Regions from separate parts of the Rattus norvegicus genome. Here region 1 is linked to region 2. The links are chromatin contacts, called in public Hi-C maps. All regions are on one chromosome and are shown on one strand. The core of a region is the stretch at or near the end of the contact, and the rest is flanking DNA. Distances in the headings are between cores, read along the strand shown. Region 1 overlaps Ankh (ANKH inorganic pyrophosphate transport regulator). Region 2 holds the start of Ankh (ANKH inorganic pyrophosphate transport regulator).

What was found. A called contact is a pair of places that touch in the nucleus more often than the background predicts.
Region 1: a Hi-C map of liver shows a contact between it and region 2, with 4 times the contacts expected there. The contact joins the enhancer-like site here to the promoter of Ankh in region 2. A contact is called at or near these places in 8 of 12 Hi-C or Micro-C datasets (the A7r5 cell line, Schwann cells, frontal cortex and 4 more) and 1 of 1 datasets of contacts at active chromatin or transcription factors (oligodendrocytes).

What each region holds. Positions count from the first base shown.
Region 1 is chr2:79,990,767-79,994,785 of GRCr8, reverse strand. The region is part of intron 8 of Ankh (ANKH inorganic pyrophosphate transport regulator); the gene reads right to left. Among named protein-coding and RNA genes, the nearest start is that of Otulin, 54 kb to the left of the region's middle. Within about 2 kb of position 2,670, at least 33 of the 93 cell types and tissues checked have an H3K27ac peak or open chromatin away from gene starts, as enhancers often do. A contact at or near this core is called in liver, where this site is marked.
Region 2 is chr2:79,880,762-79,884,789 of GRCr8, reverse strand. Ankh (ANKH inorganic pyrophosphate transport regulator) reads right to left here and starts at 1,339. Exons shown (of 12, transcript NM_053714.2): 1 at 950-1,339. The coding sequence starts at 1,045.

The sequences.
Region 1 (4,019 bases), core at 1,421-3,920, 110 kb before region 2:
CACATCTCTAGCCCTGCATTTCCTGGTTTCTGTGTAGACAGGCTGGCTTCAAGCTCACGAGGAGATCTGTCTGGTTCTGCACCACCATGCCCAGCAAGATAATATTCCAAAAAATTTAGATGCATTCTATTTTGCTGGACCCTCACCTGCTCTGAGCAAGGAAATCAATCTGTTTCAGGCTTCCAAGGTGAGGAGAAAAGCTCTTACAAGAGCAGCCACTGAACCAGAAGCCTTGACACAAGACAAGCCAGGCACCACACCCTGCAGTCTCTCTGACAGTTCTTGGGGCTTCAGTGGGGTTGGACTCAGCCCCACTAGAGCTGAGAGCTTCTTCCTAACACTGTACTCTCATCAGCCTGGGTTTGGTTTTTGCATTTAAATTGCTCTAACAAAATATTTTTTGTCATGGCCACAGAACATCTTCAGGCATGCTTCCTGGAAGTATATTATCTTCCTGCTTCTTGCTCTGTGACAACTCAAGTGATTCCTGGTTTAGGTACTTCTCTCTATGATTATTCTGGTCTTCAGCATTAAAGTGAGGGTACAACAGAGCCTGCACAGGGGACTTGGTAGGTAGTGCTATGCCTTGGTGGCTGATGTATTGAAATGTAATCTCCATTGAGAGGTTTAACGTGGGTGGATATATAATCTGAACAGTGTTTCAGGTGGGGCTTTAAGGAGCTGATTAGTTACAGTGGACCCTGCTTGGAGAAAGACCAGACCCAAGCATAAATGTACTTCTAGCCTCCTGCCATTTGAGGACCCTGACCATAGAATCCCAAGCCCAAATAAGTCTCTTTTCATTAGAACTTATTAAATTTATGGACCATGTTATTAGCAATTGGACAAGTTACAATACATTTTTGTAAGTGTCAAGGTATCATAGGATTTCCAAGGACCCAGTAGAAGTACACTAAGTATTCAGTTAACCAAAAGAACAAAGCCAAGCAGTTTCCTAAATTGAATATTGGTGACTGTTGCTCTCAGATTTACACAAACCGAGACACAATGGAGCCAAGACACAATGGAGCTCTCAAGGGCAGTCAGAGTGCCTCCTGCAAACTGAGTGTAGTCCCTGTAAAGGCAGAGCCACCTGCAGTCTTAGCTAAGGGTCAAAGACGCCTCATGTAACTGAAGAGGTAGAGGGCTGAACTGTGGAGCTCTGATGAGTCAACCTCGTGGCCTCAGGTGACCACGAAAGGATTGCTTTCTCTTAGGAATATCAGTAGGTTACATTGCCAGGGTTACAGTGACTGAAGGTTTACATTTGGATGTCTTAGAGCAATAGGAAGGGAGAGGGGCCCAGGTATAAGAATGGAGTCAGGATGGGTGATGCCAGGCCTCCCTACAGCAGAAGAACCCATGGTAACACCAAAGGCTTCTTGTGTCTGTATCCAAATGTTCCCTTTTATAAGAATACCAGCCACACTGGATTCGGGGCCAAGCTTGCCATAGAACCTGAACCCCATTTCCAAATAAGGTGGCCTTTTTGGGACTGGGGTTAACATTACAACATCTGAACAGACGCAAGTCAACCTATGGCAAACAGAAGAGAAAATTCCAGGTGTGTTCCTGGTCTCCCTCCTTTCTATTAACTCAGAAAGTTAACAGAACGCCTAAAGTTCAAGAAAGCAACCTATCTAATACAGGTTCCTGCTTCAAGTCCTTGCCTTCACCAGGGCTCAGGCAGATCAGAGTGACATGATTCTAATGTCCTTTTGTGTGTGTGTGTGTGTGTGTGTGTGTGTGTGTGCGCGTGTGTGTGCAGCCGGGAGTGTATGTGCAGACACACAGCAGTAGTTGACGGACACGGTCTCTCATCACTCTCGACCTCTGCATTCTCCTCTCTGAACCCAGAGTGGCCCATTTGGCTACACTAGAGAGCTCCCCCACCTCTCCTCCTGCACTCCAGTGTGAGCAGCTGTGCATGGCTTTCACGTGGGTGAGATCAACCTTTGCTCTTCATGACTGTGTGGCAAAGCCCTTTAGCCACTGAGCCCTCTCCCTACCCCCTATTTTAACTTCTCGCTGAAGAACCAGACCCTCAATTCCAACAGATCCTGATCGCAGATGTCCCTGGATCTATATGCCATCCTTCTCCGTCTGCCTTAGGTGGCAGCTACACGCTCGGCCCATACCTGCCTTCTTCCCTGAGCGGCTCTGGCTAGTTGAAGCCGAGGGCTCGGTTCCTATGTGAACAATGGGATGCAGTGTGGAGGCCTGGCAGTCCTCCAACCTTGGCATGACCCAAGTGCCTTTTCAACCCTACTGAGAGCTGCATTCCACACTTGCATTCTTAACACGGGTCAGCTCACCAAAACCAACCTTAGCCAAAAACATTATGTCTAATTTACTGGTTTCTAAATTATACATCTTTATAAGTTCTTCTGAAGCTCACAGCCTGTACTGGAAAGGCTCACAGTGTCCCAGGGAGTAAGGGAGAGCTCCTGGGTTTGGGGCTCCTCACCCTGTATTATAGACACCTGCACCTCTGTCATTCTGTCTTTCTGTGGCAACCTCCCGTCTCTGACAGTCGACCCTTCCTCCATCTGTCTATCAGTTTGTCTCCTGTCCATGCTCCTTGATTTCTCAGTGTCTGAGTTCAGGGGATGTTGGGATGGCTGCAGAGGCTGTCCCCAGAAGTGCCTCACTGGCCCCACCTGCCAAGATCCATTTGGATGGCTGCCTCTTTCTACTGTGTACAAAGGGGTTAGAGGGCCTCTGAGTTAGCCAAATCCATGTTTTGCATAGATTTGTTTCCACTTCTCCTGGGGAAGGGGGCCCCATTCTTGGCGCCAGCTCCCCCAAACTAAAGCAGTGGGGAATCTAAGAGGAGAAATGCCCAGTGCTCTTAAAGGGCCCTTTGTGAGCTCAAATGGAAGCCGGTCCACTGTTAGCAGCCGAAGCTCTTAGAGCTCCACTTCACCATGATTTGTTGGGTCGGAAAGAGTTCAAGGGAGAAGGGATCCCCAGACAAGGTTTGAGTTAGTAAGAAAACCCTGTAAATTTAGCAGCCTGACTTACTGGCTTTTATTGAGCTGGCCTAGGTTCTGGAAACAGGTGCTCTGTCACCTTTTTGTGATACTTCTGCCACTCTACGTGAGCAACTTTTATTTCAGCCCTAAATCTAGAGCCCAGCAGGAAGTATGACAAGCTTCTGGGCAAGTGTATGGTAGAGCCTTGTGGGCACGCATGTGCTGGCTGCATGGGCATGTGTGCAGTAGGGATTTTCAGCTCACCAGTTCCTTCTCCAGCCAGAGAAGTCTCCTCACTGCCTGGTCCAGACCACCCTCTCCTCATGCTCACAACACCGTCTATTGAGACAAACAGCCTTCTAGGACACACTGGTTGTCACAGGACTTAACAGTCACAAAAGTAAAAGCAACTGTGGCTCTACAGGAAGGTTCTGGCAAAGTGGCCACTGCTCATGGCTACCTATTCTTTGAGTTTGGATCCTTATCTGGACAGCTCTGGTTTGCACTTCAGCCTCTCCTGTATGGCTACGGTACAGCACCCCCACAGGCAACCATCCTTTGACACAGTTCCTGTGAATTTTTGTCCTCTTTTCTTGTGGGGGATCCAGTCAACGTGCTAACCCCAGTCTACTCCCCCCTTGCTCTTAGGGGCTAATTATCTGGCGATCTACTCCTTTGAACTGGATCTTTGAGACCCACCAAAGATTCCAAACCTGCCTTTTATCTCACTGGATCAGGTGGTTTGCAGACGAGGCTGCTTTCCCATGAAGCATGATCTGAAGGATAAGCAGCATCAGATGCTAACATGTTACAACAGCAAATACTGTTTCCCTGCCTCACACTCCTCCTGAGTTCACTTCCTCACGAGGAGCATATGCCTTGGTGAAAGGTGGCAGCCGACTGATTGATTCAAGGGTTATCATGGATGGGTAACGTAGCCCCTAGGTTACGTACACTTGCTTGTGAATGGCTGAGGGTAAGAGGACCAGTAGATGTGCAAGAATTAATGTGTGGTGTGATATTACAAGGTATTAAATATGTACA
Region 2 (4,028 bases), core at 90-2,589:
CGCCTCCACTCCTGAACAGACAGAGCCCCGTAATGAACAAAAGAGCATTTATCCCACTGCTTTGAATGGGGAAAAAAATAGCCCATTTGCAAAAGTAGCTCTATCTTACACTTTTGAAAAGATACAGCTCCCATCCCAAAAATCCTCTCCCGGGCCTTCGGATGTAACTGCAACTGCCTGGAAGCCCTGCAAAAGGGTACCAGTGCCTCACCGCTGGAGAGCCTGCAGCACCAGATAGGGAATGACGCCATATGGAGATAGCATGAAAAAAGAAAGGACGAGAAGGCAGCACTAGAAATGTGCTCCGGTCCAAGAAGGTAAAAGGAGGGGGAGGAAGAGAAAGAAAGAGAGAAAGAGAGAAAGAGAGAAAGAGAGAAAGAGAGAAAGAGAGAAAGAGAGAGAGAGAGAGAGAGAGAGAGACTAAAGTAAAGAGATAGTCAGTGGTCCACTATGCCAGGTACCTTCAGGACACCCCTAATCCTTACCTAGGCTACAAGCAAATATGTAAATTTGGAAGTACGTGGGAAATCTACTTGGAGCCATTGTAGAGCAAATTCTCCCACCATCACCACCATCACCAACCCTGTGCAAGTAAAAAGCCAGCACTAAATGCTACTAGAAACTACATGGAGTTCTTGGGCCCCAGGTTTACATAATCACAAATTACATAATACTCATCCCCAGCACGAAACCCCCTTCTATAGGTGAAGTTCCCCCATCATCCCGTCGCTTGCCATTTTCCAAAGAACGCTGGAAAAGTCTCCAATATCTGCGAAGGGAGAAGATGGGGTGCTGCAAAAGTCATCCTCATAAGCTGCAAAGCCGTGTCAAATGGTCCAGGGTAAAGGGGGCTCGGAGCAGGTGACTCCCTTCCTCCCGCATCCCTCAGCGCCCGGCATCCAAGGCCGAGGCTGGGCGAGCGGGGCGCACCGGGCGCGGCCGGGCTTACCTGCTCCCCGAAGTCGATGGCTATGTTGGTGATGCCAAGGGGCACCAGGAACCGGATCAGGGGCCAGTAGTGCGTGAGCGCCGGGAATTTCACCATAGTCCCCGCCGTGGGCTGACCCCACACTCATCTGCCGCCGCGAGGGCACTGTGCTGGGAGGCGCGCGGAGCGCGGCGCGGGGACGGAGGCCGCGGCTGGCGGGGCCTGGGGCGGCGGCTGCTCGCGGCGGCGGCGTCCTCTCCAAGCGCGGCTGCTCTAGCAGAAGAGCCGCGAGCTCAAGTCCATCCCCGCTGCCCTCCCACACAACAAAGATCTGCCGGGGAGAAAGAGAGGAGGAACAGGGACAGCGGCAGTGGCGGCGGCGGCGGCAGCAGAGGCTTCTGCTGACAGCGGCTCCATTATAAGCGCTCTGGGCCCGGAAATAAATAAATAACCGCGCGCACGAGGCGCCTCCGCCGCCGCCGCCGCCGCGCGGAGGAAATCAGGGGCGGGCGGAGGCGCGACACCGCTGGCGACCCGGGGAGGGGGCCGGCCGGGCGCCGCCTCCCGGCTCCGCTGCGCGCGGCCCGGCCGCGGGGGGCGCTGCGCTCGCACGGGCCGCTGCAGTCCCCACCCGCGTGGGACCCGGGCGCCGCCTGGGCCGGGCGCGCGGAGCGAGGAGGCTGGCGGGCGGGGACTCGGGGCCGCACCGCCTGGGTGACTCGACACCGACCGCCCCACGCCGTCCGGTGAAGAGCGTCCGGGAAGGCCGCGTGAGCGCCGTCTCCAGAGTTGGGAACCCGGCGCAGAGCTCCGGGGACTGCGGGGCTGGAAAGGCCCCGGCGTCTGGGTGGCCTCTAGGCGGGCAAGAAGCTGCTTTAGGGTGATGGGGATATCGCTGCATCAGAGGGAGAGAAGGAAGGTTTACCCGAAGGAGCATCTCTCCTGATGGAGATCTGAGGCCCCTGGGGTCCCTGGGGAAAATACACTGGGTAGTAGGGACTGACCGCCCGGGGCTGGGTTTCTGTGATGCTCCACACGGGTTTCCAGCTTTTGCTAGTAACGTGCAACTGTTTACCTATTTTAAAGCCAACCGGTAAATCTGCTTTTAAATTGAAAAGAAGGGGGGGGGGGGAGAAAATCTGCTCGGCTGTGTTATAATATGCCCCCAGTGATTTCCTGATAAATCGTTTGCTGAGCTGAGACTCTTACCTAAACCTGAACAACTTGACAAAGCCAGCATCAGCCGGTGTCCCAGTGTAGTGTATGAAAAAAAGGCTCCAAGGCAGTGACAGAAGCATTCTAAGCAGGGCGGGGCTGGCCTCCATGAGAAGCATACAGTCACAAAAAGCCACTTTATAGCAGGTCGCAGGTCTTGTGCTTGCTTTGACTCTCTGTTCTTACCTTAATTTTTTACCTTAATATTTATTTTATTATTTTATGTGTGTGGGCTTTTTTTTTTTTTTTTTTTTTTTTTGCCTGCATGTATGTCTCTGTATCTTATACTTGCCCAGCACCCACAGAGGCCAGAAGAGGCCATTGGATCTTCTCCTGGATTACAGAACTTTGTGAGCTGCCATGTGGGTGGTGGAATGGAATCCAGGTCCTCTGGAAGAGCAGCCTGTGGTCTCAACTGCTGAACCATCTCTGTGTTCAGAGATGCCCTCTTGAAATGATTAATTTCTGAACGAGGGGGTCTTGGGTTTTCATTCTATTGCAGTTAATTTAGGCAGTTTGTTCTCCTCTTATCTTCTTCCTATGCATCTTTTAAAATAAGCATATGGGGTTAAACTTATGTATTGCTTAAAACAACCGAGTATTTTGTTCTGAGAAATAAACCCATTCCCTTTGATTATCTCTAAGGCTCATGTTAATATTGTACTTGAAGGTAATTGGAGGCAGGAGGATTGCTGTAAGTTCCAGGCCAGTCTTGGCTACATAAGGAGTTCCAAGCCTGCTAGGACTCTAAGAGAGACATTACCTTTGAAAACTAATTAAATACATAGGTAAGCAAATAAATAATGGCTTGAGACATTAACTTTCTGGTGCAGATTTTCCCAACTGCATTGCAAGTATTAAATATTTCCATATTTGATGCCTTTATCCCCTTCGGTTCTATACAGTGTGATTGAGGTCCCTAAAAATCAGGAAACCAATTTACCCAAAGGACCGTGTAACCCCAAATTACATCACCTAGAATTAAAACAAAACTTTGGTCATTGTTCATTTCGTTTAATATGTCAAACAGTTGCCCTTAAAAGAGATTTTTTTCCAGCAAAACAGGAAGTTCTTGTGTACAACACCCTCCCCAGGAGCAATTCCTGAAAGGTGTGTTTCTGTGTAGTCAGTTATTAAGCTAACCGGACTATTTAAAGGAGTTCATGCAGGGAGAAAGACTTCTGTTCTAAAGCAAATATGTTCTGGTGGTTTACCCATTCTGTTAGTCTAGCTTTTCATAAGCTCATTCCAATTAAAGTGATCTACTTGTGCTGACCTTTGTCCGGGATGTGAATTGATGAGGTCCTGGATCAATGCACCTGAAGGCCAGTTTGCTCTCGCTGGTCTCTGGATGAGGGCTGCCACAGCTTAGCTGCTACAGTGGCATGCACACCCACTTCGGTCTGAAGGGGATGGTGAGAAAAATCAGTCAAAGGCCATTATCCTTTGAGTGATTTTTAAATGTCTCCTTAATGAGTATGTTGGTGTCATCGTTGATTAAGGACAAGGATATCTTTTTTAGACTTTAAGGGAATATAAATTCAACTAACACCAGGGAAACTTAAAAAAGGAAATGAAGTATTTAATTGGTTTGTTGTTGTTTATTGTTTTGTTTTGTTTTTCACTAAAGTATCACAGCCAGGGGGTTGAGAAATGGCTCAGCAGTGCTGACTCTCTCTGGAAGAGGACTCCAGTTTGGTTCCCAGCAACCAAGTCTGACGATGGCATGCCACTGCCTGCATCTTCTACTTCTGCAGGCACCTACACTCGTGTGCACAGTGCCCCTCCCCCAGTGCACGCACACTCATAACTAAAAAGAAAATAGATATTTAAAAAATAGAATCACAATCAAATAACAGATTGAAAAAGGAAGCCTTGCCCCTGC